5 separate regions of the Mus musculus genome follow, and all the other regions are linked to region 1. A link is a contact called in public ChIA-PET and HiChIP or PLAC-seq data. All regions are on one chromosome and are shown on one strand. Each heading gives the region's core, a stretch centred on a gene start, on an enhancer-like site or on the middle of the called end of the contact. The rest is flanking DNA. Distances are from core to core; before and after follow the strand shown.

What was found. HiChIP or PLAC-seq counts read pairs in DNA pulled down with a chosen protein or histone mark. ChIA-PET counts read pairs in DNA pulled down with a chosen protein or histone mark.
Region 2: an RNA polymerase II ChIA-PET map of memory CD8 T cells shows a contact between it and region 1, with 123 read pairs. The contact joins two enhancer-like sites. A contact is called at or near these places in 1 of 15 datasets of contacts at CTCF or cohesin (large pre-B cells), 4 of 484 Hi-C or Micro-C datasets (CD4 T cells, bone marrow-derived macrophages, nephron progenitors and 1 more), 9 of 115 datasets of contacts at active chromatin or transcription factors (CD8 T cells, T-cell acute lymphoblastic leukemia, astrocytes and 5 more) and 1 of 9 other capture datasets (embryonic stem cells).
Region 3: a CTCF HiChIP or PLAC-seq map of CD8 T cells shows a contact between it and region 1, with 8 read pairs. The contact joins two enhancer-like sites. A contact is called at or near these places in 1 of 15 datasets of contacts at CTCF or cohesin (CD8 T cells) and 4 of 115 datasets of contacts at active chromatin or transcription factors (CD8 T cells, bone marrow-derived dendritic cells, embryonic stem cells and 1 more).
Region 4: a contact with region 1 is called in an RNA polymerase II ChIA-PET map of memory CD8 T cells, with 210 read pairs. The contact joins two enhancer-like sites. A contact is called at or near these places in 1 of 15 datasets of contacts at CTCF or cohesin (CD8 T cells), 1 of 484 Hi-C or Micro-C datasets (liver) and 7 of 115 datasets of contacts at active chromatin or transcription factors (CD8 T cells, effector CD8 T cells, embryonic stem cells and 3 more).
Region 5: an RNA polymerase II ChIA-PET map of memory CD8 T cells shows a contact between it and region 1, with 85 read pairs. The contact joins two enhancer-like sites. A contact is called at or near these places in 2 of 115 datasets of contacts at active chromatin or transcription factors (effector CD8 T cells and memory CD8 T cells).

What each region holds. Positions count from the first base shown.
Region 1 is chr10:96,655,124-96,657,701 of GRCm38.p6, reverse strand. No RefSeq gene overlaps it. Among named protein-coding and RNA genes, the nearest start is that of Btg1, 39 kb to the right of the region's middle. Within about 2 kb of position 1,286, at least 52 of the 459 cell types and tissues checked have an H3K27ac peak or open chromatin away from gene starts, as enhancers often do. A contact at or near this core is called in CD8 T cells, memory CD8 T cells and regulatory T cells, where this site is marked.
Region 2 is chr10:96,212,884-96,215,461 of GRCm38.p6, reverse strand. No RefSeq gene overlaps it. Among named protein-coding and RNA genes, the nearest start is that of 4930459C07Rik, 12 kb to the left of the region's middle. Within about 2 kb of position 1,306, at least 167 of the 459 cell types and tissues checked have an H3K27ac peak or open chromatin away from gene starts, as enhancers often do. A contact at or near this core is called in CD8 T cells and memory CD8 T cells, where this site is marked.
Region 3 is chr10:96,332,165-96,334,742 of GRCm38.p6, reverse strand. All of the region lies in intron 2 of Gm33782 (a long non-coding RNA gene), which reads right to left. Among named protein-coding and RNA genes, the nearest start is that of Gm33782, 24 kb to the right of the region's middle. Within about 2 kb of position 1,287, at least 117 of the 459 cell types and tissues checked have an H3K27ac peak or open chromatin away from gene starts, as enhancers often do. A contact at or near this core is called in CD8 T cells and regulatory T cells, where this site is marked.
Region 4 is chr10:96,369,890-96,372,467 of GRCm38.p6, reverse strand. No RefSeq gene overlaps it. Among named protein-coding and RNA genes, the nearest start is that of Gm33782, 62 kb to the right of the region's middle. Within about 2 kb of position 1,282, at least 119 of the 459 cell types and tissues checked have an H3K27ac peak or open chromatin away from gene starts, as enhancers often do. A contact at or near this core is called in CD8 T cells, memory CD8 T cells and regulatory T cells, where this site is marked.
Region 5 is chr10:96,397,479-96,400,056 of GRCm38.p6, reverse strand. No RefSeq gene overlaps it. Among named protein-coding and RNA genes, the nearest start is that of Gm33782, 90 kb to the right of the region's middle. Within about 2 kb of position 1,301, at least 102 of the 459 cell types and tissues checked have an H3K27ac peak or open chromatin away from gene starts, as enhancers often do. A contact at or near this core is called in memory CD8 T cells, where this site is marked.

The sequences.
Region 1 (2,578 bases), core at 37-2,536:
TTGGAATCTCTACTGACAGTGAATGAGAGTTTCTGGTGTTCTATGTTCTGATCAACATTTGATGGTGTCAGTGTTTAAGATTTGATTGGAGCTAATAGGCATGCAGTGGTGAGCCATTGTTCATTTAATTTACAATTCATTGCTGCCATTTTTTTTTTTTAGCATGATTATGTTCCATCTTTATCTCTTCGGTGTGTTATCTGCTCAGGTCTGTGGCTCATCTTTAGATTGTTTGATTTCTCACTGTTGAGACTTGAGAATTATTTGTATATTTCAGAGAATAGTTTCTTACCTAGAATGTCCTTCATGACTCTTTTTTCCTGTTTTGTGGTTCGCCTCCGTCCTCTTGGTAAGACTTTCATGATACCTTGTAAGTGTGTAAACTTTTCTTTCTTTGTCTATTGGCTTTTTTCCTTTTCTTAACCTTTCTTTTTTTGTCAGCCATTAAAATAACTCGTGCAAATGGCAAATAGATCACAGGCCAAAGAGAAGAGCGTGCACACGGCAAATGGATTCAACTCAGAAAGCTTGTAAGAGTTCCTGTTGTCTGGGAAGACAAGGCAATTGCCTTGCAATACTGCCTACGGGTAGAGCACATGATACTCAAGCCTTTCGTGATTACTGTATACAACAATCAGCTAAATTAAACACACTCCAATTTAGGAAAGTATTTGAGGGTCAGGTGTCACTCATTGAGTTGACCATTGGAAACTTTTGATAAGAGGAATGTTTGGGTTGGTTGGTGGAAGGAATTTCCATGAACCCCACACCTCCCGAATGTCTGTCCTGATGTCTTAAGTCCAGACAAAAGCTGGTTGAGAAATCATGAGATCATTATAAGACTCTAAAAGCCTTCAGAGACTCTCTCTCTCTCTCTCTCTCTCTCTCTCTCTCTCTCTCACACACACACACACACACACACACACACACACACACACACACACACACACACATTAATCTAGGCTAACAGTCACAAATCTCAGACTTCAAGACAGAGTAGAAGGATGATCTAAATCTGTTCTTGGTGCTAATGAGCACGGGGATTCCTAAGAGAACATTCAAAGACAGACGGATCTTGTATTATTCAGAGTCAGGTCTCGAGCTACCCAAGCGCACTGAAGCTGACTTGCTGTTGCTAGAATCATGCAAGAAGAGAGACAAGAACCTTTTCGTTTGATGCAATGCTCACTGTCAGATGCATGTGTGTGGACGTTGTCTAATACCAAGTGCTGAACTCTTATTTCACACACAGCCCTCCACATACAGATCATTTCCTGTTGGCAGTAGCCACCATTAGGAAAGTCTGAGTGAGACACATGATGATGATCTCTGATGAAATAGCTGTCGCCACACTCAGACTAACTCACCCCAAGGAAAGGCTGTGTAATGCTGAACAGCCAAGAAATGAATTCCAAGAGCCTTGGAACTTCAGGACACATGAGATGGTAATGTCACAGAGGCCAGTACAAAATGGGGAGGAGACACTTACACACCCCAGCTCAAAGTTTCAGACAGAAGCAGCTGTGTTAGGTTTGTATCTAGAGCTGTATTTACAACTGAATGTCCTCACACCCAGCAGGACATTAACCCAGATTTGCTCCTGAAACACAGCCTCTTAAGAGTCTTATGAGTCTCTCAGCAACTTAGAAGAGGGAATAAAGGAGACTGTGGGGGCATCTGAACTGATCACCATCCCTCTTACGGAACTTCTTACTCTGTGTGCAATTTGCTAACACAAATTCGCCTCCAGTTATCCAAAAGGTCGGTGGTTCAAACCCACCTGGTAATGTGTGCACTTAGGTCTAGAGAAGATGGCTCAGCACTAAAGAGTCCTTGCTGCTATTGAAGAGTATCCATGTTGATTGATTTCATGCTGTCTCATGTGCTGAACACCAGCCACTCTAAAGACCAAATGGGGAGGGAAAGAAAAGCCATTGCTCTCCATTCAGAGGACCCAGGTTTAGCTCCTAACACTCACATGGGGTAGCTCATAACATCTGGAGTTCCAGCTCCATGGCTTCCAATGATATCTGGTCCGTATAGACACAGACACACAGACACACACACACACAGACACACACACACACACACACACACGATGCACACTCACCAAAGGACACATGCAGACACCTAAGTAAATAAATCTTTTTTTTTTTAAATGAAGACAAAATAGTCCATTTTTACTTTCTTTTAAGCAACTATATTTAACTCCGATCCTTTAAAAAAAATTCAGATTGTTTAAAAGCAATTGAGTAATAGAGTGTAAATTAGAATATAACCTTAAACATCACGGGTTAAACACTTTATTTTGACAAGAAATGGAATTCCAGAGACAATGGACCTTTCTTAGCACATGTGTGATACAGCTAACACCACCCAAGAGCTTATTTAAACTACAAAACCTGGTAGGACTGGTTCTCCAAGCTCTTGCTATCTAAAATCCCACTCCCCCTTCCCTTAGTACTCCAGTGTTGCCCTGGAGAACCGCTGTCTCTCCCTTCCCCTCACCACCCCAGCCCTGACACAAAGGGCCATTTTCTTTGGTACTCATGAGGATTAGAGACAATCACAAAGGTTT
Region 2 (2,578 bases), core at 57-2,556, 440 kb after region 1:
AGGTGAGCAGAGGGACAGAGAGGTGAGAGTCTTATCTATCGGTACATTCCAAAAGGACAATTCACAGTATTAGACAATCCCGCTTTGCTTGGCTCTAACAAACCACCTTGGGTTGTGGAATGATGAGAGATCTGTTTAGCTTACAATTTTTGAGTCTGACAATTCAACCCTGGGTAAACCTAGAGTGTTTGGCCCTTGGTGACAGTCCCCTATGTGTGCTACCCTGTGGCAGATGGTGCCGTGGGGGAGCCAGTGCAAGGAAAGAGACAACACATGGCAGAGGCAGGAAGCCAGATCATGAGAAAGGTGAGCGTTATGTTTTATAACAACCCACTCTAAGAGGAAGTCAGCGGGTTCCCATACACATGGCTTTGATCCCTTCCGTGTGAAATAATTACCTTGGTCTAATTACCCCACCTTCTCTTAAAGGTGCCTGTCTCCAGCATCACCACACTGGCGACCGAGCTTTAACAAACACACACACAACCCTGGGCAACATACTCCTGCTACAGTCAAACAGCAGCTAACATCTAAAAGTAGTAGCTTAGAGAATAGCAAGACAAGCTGATTGTTTCAGAGATGGTGGGTGGGGGGGTGGACTAAAATACAGGTTCCAAAATGAAAAGTTATACCTGAGCTGAGAGAGATACTGAGGACTGGGAAAGTCAAGTAGGTATCTGACTAACCGTGACTTTCATTGTTAAAGTATGCCATTCTCATCTACACTTTGATTAATTTTTTTTAAATAATTGCCGTAAAAATGTAAAAGTACTTACTTCACCACAAAATATATAATCCAATATTATATAAATGATGTGTATGAAACTCTTGAGAAAATATTCCACAATATATTGGAAGTTGAACGTGACTCACTTCGTTTTTGATAGGCAGCCACTGACTAATTCTAAAGTGCTCAAGTCCAGTGAGAGGAAAAGTGTCTTTCACCATACCCTTCCATCCGAAGACATCTAAGTCCATCGATTATGGTGTACAGGGAATGCCTGATTGCTTTATGATGTCATATGCTGCTACAGAAATTATTTATGATGCTCCCGGAGCAAGACGATCTACTCTGGGGCTGATACCTTGATTCAGAATTTGACACCTAAAGTGGTTTGAAGCACTTGTGATATTTAGACGTTGAGTGACCCAATGCCATTGCCTTCAAAACACACATTCAAAACATACATTTTCCACCGGGAACTAGAAGGGCATTTGCAATGAACATCCCTCCAAGCAGCCGAGAACAAAGGAAATGTTCGGCAAAATGATGTTGAAACACTACCACTCAGGCAGGCCTTCTCCCCAGTATCTTTCCAGCCGAATAGCGTGCCTGCCTGTGACTCAGATACTGTTCACATTGGAAAAACAAAGCGGAGACATCTACTTAAACGCGCAAACAGTGCCCTCTGCTGGCGGAAATGGGATGTTAGTTAAAAGAACTTCGTCTCAATGACCACAGGGAAAGAAGGGGGAGGGGAAGGAAGGGAGAATGGAGAGATAGAAGGGGAGGAGAGGAGATGGGGAAGAAGCAGAGGGAATAGGAGTGGGAGGGAGAGGGAAAGAGGGAGGGAGAGAGAAAAGTGGACTGGGGGGGGGGGGAAGGGGTAAGGAGGAGGAGGAGGAAATGATACAAACAGGAGAGAAAAAAAAATGGGTTTTAGTCCTTTTTAAGGATAAATGCTTGAAGCATCTTATCACATAGAAGATGCCAATATATTTCCTTAAATCCCAAAGTAACACGTGGCCTTGAATTAAGGAATGGTTTTACAGTGTCCATTCTTTGCCTTACTAAGTTATTTACTCATCACAAGCTCCCTCTGGGGGTGTCCCCCAGTGCTCTGACTATGCGACATAATATACACTCAGCCTTTGCAGAAGATAGTAACTCTATCAAACAAAATTGTTTCCTTAGCTCACAGACCAGGGCTCTGACAGGGTTCCAGAATGTCCCAGGCTGCTCGACATGTTTCTAAATGCTTAGGAAAATCTTAATGTTGATTTTTTGTTTGTTTGTTTGTTCTGTTTTGCTTCAACAAAAGAAGTGGTTGCTTGAAGATAGCAAAATTGGTTTCTTGAAAGAAAAGAAAATGAGTGAGGTATATCCTTCAGGGCTGGCAGGGGGGCGGGTCTGGAGATGTATGTCATACAATTCATCGTAAGTACTTAGTCAATGGAGTAGCAATTCAAATTAGTTTATATATATATATATATATATATATGCACATGTATAGGTAGTATAGTTACGATATTATCGTGTATATATATACACATACGATATATATACACACATACTATATGTGTGTGTGTGTATATACATACATACATATATATATACATACATACATATATATGAATATGAAAGCCAGTATTTCTAATATCTTACATTAAAAATCAGTTGGCTACCCAGCTTCCCATGCCACCACAGTAGTGGGGTTAGCAATGTAAAATATGTAAATATGTTCTATTTTCATAAGGCATTTGCACTGGTGTATTAATACTGTGTGCATATTTAAAGATGTTACAGAGCCCAGCTTCGTCTGACTGTAAGTCGTCACCCCACTACAGGGTCGCTTAG
Region 3 (2,578 bases), core at 38-2,537, 320 kb after region 1:
ACAACGATGGCAAAACCGTGAGTGACATCAGTACATACAGTGCCCTGTCCTTCCATCCTGTCACGTGCCTGGTGGGTAAACATAAATAAATCACCTAATTTCCCTGTGCCTCAGTTGCTCTATCTGTAGTATGGAGCAATGAGGAATGAGATCTCAAGGGCCCACTTTTGAACTATAAAGCAGGCTTCTCTAAAGAAGGAGAGAAGGAAGGAGGGTCCTGTGGTGTGTTCGGCCTGTTCCACATAGCTAACTGCAGTTGTTTCCCGTTGCTAGGTCGTTTATTGATTGCCTACAACTAAACCTATTATCTTTGTCTAGAATCTTTTGAAGCAATCCATGAATAACAACTCATTTCAATTTCATAATGACTCCGAGGTCTTACCAGCTGTTGCCGCGCCTGTCTTACAGACTAACAAACAGACGCAAAGACACAAAGCCATTCGATTCAAGTCTGGCAGGTGTGAGACATAGATCCAGGGCTCACGTACTACAGCTAGTTCAGGGTCCTGGAATCCACTCTGTTATGTCCTGCGGAGCGGCCAGGAGCTTGACTGAGAGGCAAAAACAGCTAGCATCCTCAGGCTCTGCTCTCCAAGAACACACTGAAGATCACTGAAGGGCTAGCAAGCCCTCTACGTGGGCTAGCATGGAACAGAGAGGTCTCAACAATTTGAAGGAACATCAGGAAGTGTAAACCACCCCCCAACCTTCTGTAAGCATTCCTACCACACCCCACTAAGGTGGAGGGGGGCGGGGGCTGGAGGCAAGGAAGGGAAATCATACCAATACATGCCTGCTCCAGATCCAATCTTCCAGAAACAGTCCAAAGGAACACCCTGGGCATGTTCAAGACTTGATTTATTTAGTAGCTAACAGCGTAACTGCCAACTACAATCTTCAAACTAGCTTTACCCACTGCCCCACCCATCCATCAGACCTTGCCATTCCCACAGGCAGTGAGAAGGACCAGGTATGTTCATGTGTAGATTTCTCTGCTTGCTAAAACCCCCCAGGCTTTCCTTTGTTCTCAGGACATGCAAGTGGCCACCTGTATACCTGTGTTCTGGACTGTACGTAATCCTGCTGTCAGCTCCCAAATAAAACTCCCTTATTGATTGACTTTTGACAATTCCAGTCATTTTGTTTGTTTGTTTTGTTCTGTTTCGTCGTCCCCCACCCCCACCCCATTTCCTTCCCTTAAGGCAGCTCGAGGTAATAAAGGAACTGCCTGGTCTTGATCACGAGGTCCTCTTGCCTCAGCCTCCAAGTCCAGGATGACTACAGTGCCTAGGGGCATCTCTGCGATTTCAATCTGCCCTCTACAGGCCACAAGGAATACCCTAAAAGAATGATCTGCCACCAAGCTTCTGGTTCTCCCATGGCACTTGCACCACAAACACAGTGATTCCCAAGCTGGTGGCCACCTTACGACACTGTTCTGTCACTTGCATAAATGTCTTTTTGGTGTGTTGTCAGGCAAATACCTGACACTTGGCACTCTGAAAATTCCTAAAACACCACATACTGCAAAGTCAATGATTTGACCAGCTGTGAGCCCGCTTGCAACCCAAACCGGCAGGACTAGAAACAAATCGCACTGCTTCATGCTACAGAGCCATCTTTCCTAAGGGTGGGTGCGGTCTTGTGATCCTTGTGTCCAGTCCAGTTTCTCATATGTGTATTGTGACTTCTGCTTGTGCAAAACAGGACGTTGCTTAACCAGGCCCTTATGGGAGGAAATACAGCCCAGCAAGCAGAACAATGATTTGAAAGTCCTGAGTTCTATTTTCAGATCTGCTGTTGACTGGCTGTGCAGTCAGCCCTACGAAGGTCATTAGCAAAATGGCCTTGCCCTGTTGGCGGTCTCTGTATTCGCAGCTCTGGACGGGAAACAAATCAGGGAGCTGGCACTCAGCCTTGAGGAACTAGAGTCTTAGGAGAATAGATGTATCGTCAGGCTTTGTCTTCATTCTTAAAGCAAAAGCACAGAACAAAGCCTCTGGGGTGGGGGAAAGGAGCTGGAGTAGAATTCAGAGAGGAACCTGATAACCTTTCCAATACCAGAGACGTGAAGGGATGGCATGAGCGTTCAGGTCAAAGGCAGCTCTTTGGCACATGCTGAATCTCCTGTGTGGGATACGGAAGAGACAAAGGAACCTGAGCTTTGACAGACTTCTGTGAACTGAGTCAAAAACAGATATCCAGAGTGCTGCCTGGTAGGGAACAGGCTGAGGACTGGAAGGGTCTGTGGAGAACCAGAAAGCTTATAGCCCCTTCTAAAGAGTCTGCACCAGCTCTTTGTCCCTCAGATAAGCCAGTGACAAGGTCCTGAAGTGCTAGTGTTTTAAGAGGCACTGCACACTACCATTTTTATCAGGACTTCCCTTTTCTTTAAATGAAGATCCATCCAAGTTTTAAAGTGATAGCGGGCAGGTAAAAATGTGTGTGTAACTTGAACAAAGCCCTTTCCACATCTCTTTAACATGTCCATGGATGGGATTTCATAAGAGTTGAATTATTGTTTTCTGATAATGGAGCTATTCCTTTAAACAGAAGGGAATGAGCAGTCTAGAATGCG
Region 4 (2,578 bases), core at 33-2,532, 290 kb after region 1:
ATAATGGTAGACTGCGGACAGACCAGAATGCAAGGTATAGCTTCCTTGTATAGTTTTTTATATCATCATTACACTAAAATTAAAAACGTGGATTGATCCACAGAATATCCGAGACCATCTGTCTCCAAGAAGGATTTTGCAGAAATTGAGAGAGGGGAACTTTCTCGTGGTGTCTTATTGTAGCAAATTTTGTGCATGAGCTGTTTAAACTCAATAGAAATGTGCAGCTAAAAATTATTGTTGGGGGATGGCTATGTAGCTCTATGGAAAGAGTATATCGTCAGCATATATGAAGCACTCAGCATCCCCCACATCCCAAAATGTCCTTCTTTCTCATCTTAAAACAATACACTTCTCTCGGGATAAATTCAGCTGCTTTACTCCGTCATCCCCGTTTCCTTATTGGTATTTTTAAAAATATTTTTTATTACATATTTTCCTCAATTACATTTCCAATGCTATCCCAAAAGTCCCCCATACCCTTCCCCCCACTCCCCTATCCACCCATTCCCATTTTTTTGGCCCTGGCGTTCCCCTGTACTGGGGCATATAAAGTTTGCGTGTCCAATGGGCCTCTCTTTCCAGTGATGGCCGACTAGGCCATCTTTTGATACATATGCAGCTAGAGTCAAGAGCTTGGGTTTGATGACGTACATGTACATTGTTCTCAGGAAAACCCAGTGAATTTTTTTAAGATCTCAAATCCAATCTGCATTGTCAGCTGGCCGCGGTGATACACACCTGTGATGCCAGCACTTGGGAGGAGAAGGCAGAATAGTGAGTTCTTTAGGAGTAAACTGCTTATTGCAGCGGAGTGTCTCTCTGCAGACACGGAGCCAGGAACTGTGATCAAATGATACGCGCGACTTGAGGCGAGGCGACAGCGAGCTCTGGAAGAGCCAAATAGTCTTTCTTGCACGTTATCTCTCTTAAGGCCTCCAGTGAGTTTCTACAAAAGGAAAACATCGAGCTTTGGAGTGAAGCGAGGAAGGGCCCGGGATTAGAGGGGATTTCACACATTGTCAAGCCCTGTGGATCACCACATGTGCGTGTGGATCCGAAAGAGTCTGGGAGACTCGTGGATAAAAGGAAAAGAGCTTGTCTAGAAAGGGTTGCTGCTGGATAGACAAGGCTGATTAAACAACAGCAGCGGCGGCGGCGCGCATCACCCAGTCTCTGAAGAGCAGCAGGTGCTGGCTGACAGACAGACACCTTTCCCGCACATGCTCAAGTGAGAAGTGGAAAGAGCTCTGGGCAGGACTATTTTGGGTTCCCAGTGACCTGTGTTGCTATGACATCTGAGATTCGTGGTTAGACCGGATGCCGGATGTCGCCCAGCAGCTGATCGAGAAACCTCTGAAAGTTCACTTCTCTTCTCGGAAATCATCTGTGCATCACAGCTGAGGGAAAAGTGGTTGGGCTGCTCTGTTTTGGGGGGTTTCCCCGCCCCCAGCCCAAGTGAACTGAAGGAATTGAGGGCCTTGGTCTTATAAGCAGCCTTTAAAGTCACAGTGTTTAAATTCTGTGTGGTTTCTCTTAGTGTTCCTATAGGCGCTGCTAATTTACACGTCACCCAGCAGTTTATGTTGATCCTGTCAGCTGCTTATTAACCACCGGAGTGGCACACACTTGGTGAAGTACAAAATGTCAAAGTGAAATGAACTGGTGAAAAGCTTACCCCAAACAGAGCCGGGTGCTGGATGTCTGAGACACTGGCAGTCTGGCAGCTAAACTCGCCGGAGAACTAAGTACCGGGGGCTACAGCAGAGAGTGAATGGCTAGTCCTATTCTTTAGTCAGGAGTGCCTAGTGACTGCCTCTGACACTTTGTGATCCTGGGAAACTTTGCTTAGGTTTCTTGTGCCTAAATTTTCTTCTTCGATAATATATGGTCAATAATATAGTATATTATTCCAGCATGCCGTCCTTACTGACAAGTATCTGTCAATGGTTTGTTTGGGTTTTTTTTATGATTATTGCTGTTAGGGGTGGAGGGAGATGAGTACGTAAGGATCTAGGGAATTATTATCAAAGATCAAACTTGAGAAAAGATATCAGGGAACTTGGTAGTTAGTGCACCTAGAGTCAGGACTTCATAGTTATAAGGAAGGTGCTGGGACATAAGGAGTCGCCAGGACAGAAGAGCCATTAAGGAAGGACATCGTTGTTGTAGGCTGGAGTGCTGGTGTTTTCAGAGAGGTACCCCATTTATTTGTAAGAAAAAAAATATGAGATTTGTCGCTAAGCAACGTGCTTACTAGGTCATACCAAGGTGTTAGTGGGCTTGGCTTCTTTACTGGATTCTCGGAGGGAGAAGTTGCTTCCAGGTTCATGCGACTCACGAACCTGGTCCAAAGTCAGTTCCTGATAGCTATGTAACTGAGGCTCCTGATGCCTTGCATGCCATAAGTTAAGAGCCTTTCCCAGCTGAAATCTGCTTTGGTTCACCCCAACATCAAGTGTGTTGGGTTCCTTTTTTAATATGCCTCTCTGACTGTCCCAGAGCAAAAAGCTTCATTGCTGGGACTCCATTCAGAGTCGTGTGGAGGCCCAAGTTAACCTCAGGTGTCATGGAGACA
Region 5 (2,578 bases), core at 52-2,551, 260 kb after region 1:
ATTTCTGTCCATCTGTTCCTTGGAAATGTTGTCATATATAAATGAAAGGACCACTCGGGTCTTCCCCTGCCTGTGACATTGGCACCAGGACACGCCCTCTGCACAATGGCTCTTGTTGAAGGCAGAGCCCCCAGGAAACCTGTCACCCCAAACAACTGTCACATTCTGTTGCGATCAGTCATAGAAAGAATGGCAGTGCCCTCCCCACCAGCACTGGGGATGGGTTGATGGTCACAAGACTGAAAAGACCTTGCCTTGTCTGCCAACAACAGGGGTCTGTGCAGCTGCCCGGCCCAGGCAGCTGGGGCTGCTGGAGGGTCTTCCCGCCCACTTCCTGTGTCTGGCTTTGATTTCTTGAAGGGCAGATGGTCTTACTCCAGTATCCTCCCGGTTAAGCCAGACAAAAACAAGTCCAAAGCTGCCCTTGCCTGTCTGTCGCTCCTCCGGCTTTGTGTCACCCTATTCTGAGGTATCTGCATCCAGGTCTTTCTGTTTTAGAAAGCTCTGGTAGGGAAGCAAAGACCAGGAGGCAAAATGTGTAGATAATAAAAGAGAACTCCAAATAATTTTTGCTTGGAAATAACATATTGGAAGGCAGGTCTTCTTTTGTTGCTATTTGTTCTTTTGAGGTAGGCTCTCCTGTGGCTCAGGCTAGCCTCAAACGTGCTCTGTAGCTAAGGATAACCTTGAATTTACAACCCTCCCATCTCCACCTCCTGCTTGTTGGGGATTACTGATCGGTGTCTCCATGCCCAGTGTATGAAACGCTAGGGATCCAGACTCACCTGAGTCTGGCCTGCGGGACTGGGGTGGGGCCTGAGCATTGGGAGTTTGAGGAGCTGCCCCAGTTACTCTAATCTGCAGCAGAGCTAGAGAATCTGATCCCAGCTAAGGGTTTTCAAAGTTGACTGAGCATCAAAAGCCATGAGGGGGAGACTAGGAAAGCTGAGAGCACTCAGTGCCCTTCCCACCTTGAAATTGAGTTGTGCTGGAGCCTGGGTATATGCAGTTTCCTCCCTCCCTCCCATCGTCCCTCTCTTGTTTCCCCCCTATTCTTCCCTCCCTCTTTCTCTTCCCTTCCAAGGATTTCATTGGTGTCTTTTATCGCTAATACGTTGTCTTGTTTTTCCTGGTAAATTTTTTTCATAGTTAACAACCACATCTGTTGGTGGCACGTAACATGATGGCTTGCTGTACGCACAGGTTGTGGAATGGCTCCATTGAGCTCCTTCACATGTGTGCTGTCTCAAGCTTGCCTTTCTCCTTTCTCACCAGCACCCGCCCACACCTTCAGTCCCTCCCTAAGCTGCGGTCCTAAGTCACATGCTGAACTGTCTGACTTCAGACTTCACCAGCCCCATTCCCTCAAGCTTGGTGCAATGCACGGCTGTTAACTAATTTGCATGTCTCTTTTTCACAGTAAAATCTAACTAGCTCCTTTAGAAAGAAAAAAAAAAACCAAAACCAACCAACAACAACAACAATACCATCTTTCTCTGGTTTTTCTGCATTATATGGCAGATGTTCAATTACTGGTTGTGCATTGAGTAAATCAGGGTTGGTTTTGACAGTGAAAGACAAGCACGCAGGAAAGGTCCAGCCATCTATGGCATCTGATCTAATAACAGCCCCGCATTTCAGAGCATTCGTCTAGAGGAGGAGTTTCTGTGTCTTGGGATGTGGTGGGAGGGCTGGCATGGCAAAGCACTCGTCAGAACACCAGAATAAAAAAGGCTTTATGCATAAGCAGATTGTATGACATTACATCAACAACTCTCCTTTTAAAACTGGCATTTAATGAGTATCTCTATCAATAAAGGCCTTTTAAGAGCTCTCCATAAAATGTTGTGAAAAACGAGAACGTTTAAAATCCAGGCCAACAATGAGCCCCATTCACACGGCTTCCTCACACGCTTTCTCCAGTGTCCTGGGCTCAAACAGCCTCACTTATTCTCCGCCGGCGAAGTTGGCACATGCTAACCATATTGATTGTCTGATTACAAATAGAGCCCGTGGCAATGAGGGCTTACAAGAGGAACCCATTTGTCCCTCTGGGTTATACATGGATGTCAGACTTAATACACGTTCAACCACAGAGCAATGGAACCAGGTAGGAAAGTGTGATTCCCAGGGAAATTAGACTCCTGGGGTGAACAATAACTTCGTTGTTTCACGGGAACCTTTCGGAGCCATTCCAAAGAGATGTTTAAACAAGGGTTTACTAATCCTTACTAATTTCTAAAGTAGCTACTCTCCAGGAAGAACGGGCTGTCTCTTGTTCTTCATTGATCGATAGAACATTTAACAGCAACAATGTGAGGTTATACAGCCAGAGCTCTTTTGGAGTCTAAAACCCAGAACTGGCAATGAGATATTTTGGCAGAGGGATAGAATTTGCATGGGAGTAGGGAGTCAGTTGCTTTTATTTCTGTGGCCTTCTGCTCAGATGACCACTGAAAGGCAGGTTTGTCCCTGTGATGCAGAAACCAGTCCCTGGAACGGTACCCTGGTGCTATCATTAACGATATCAGGGAAAACCTGATATGAGAGCTCCTTTGAGTTTCTGGTCAAAATGGTT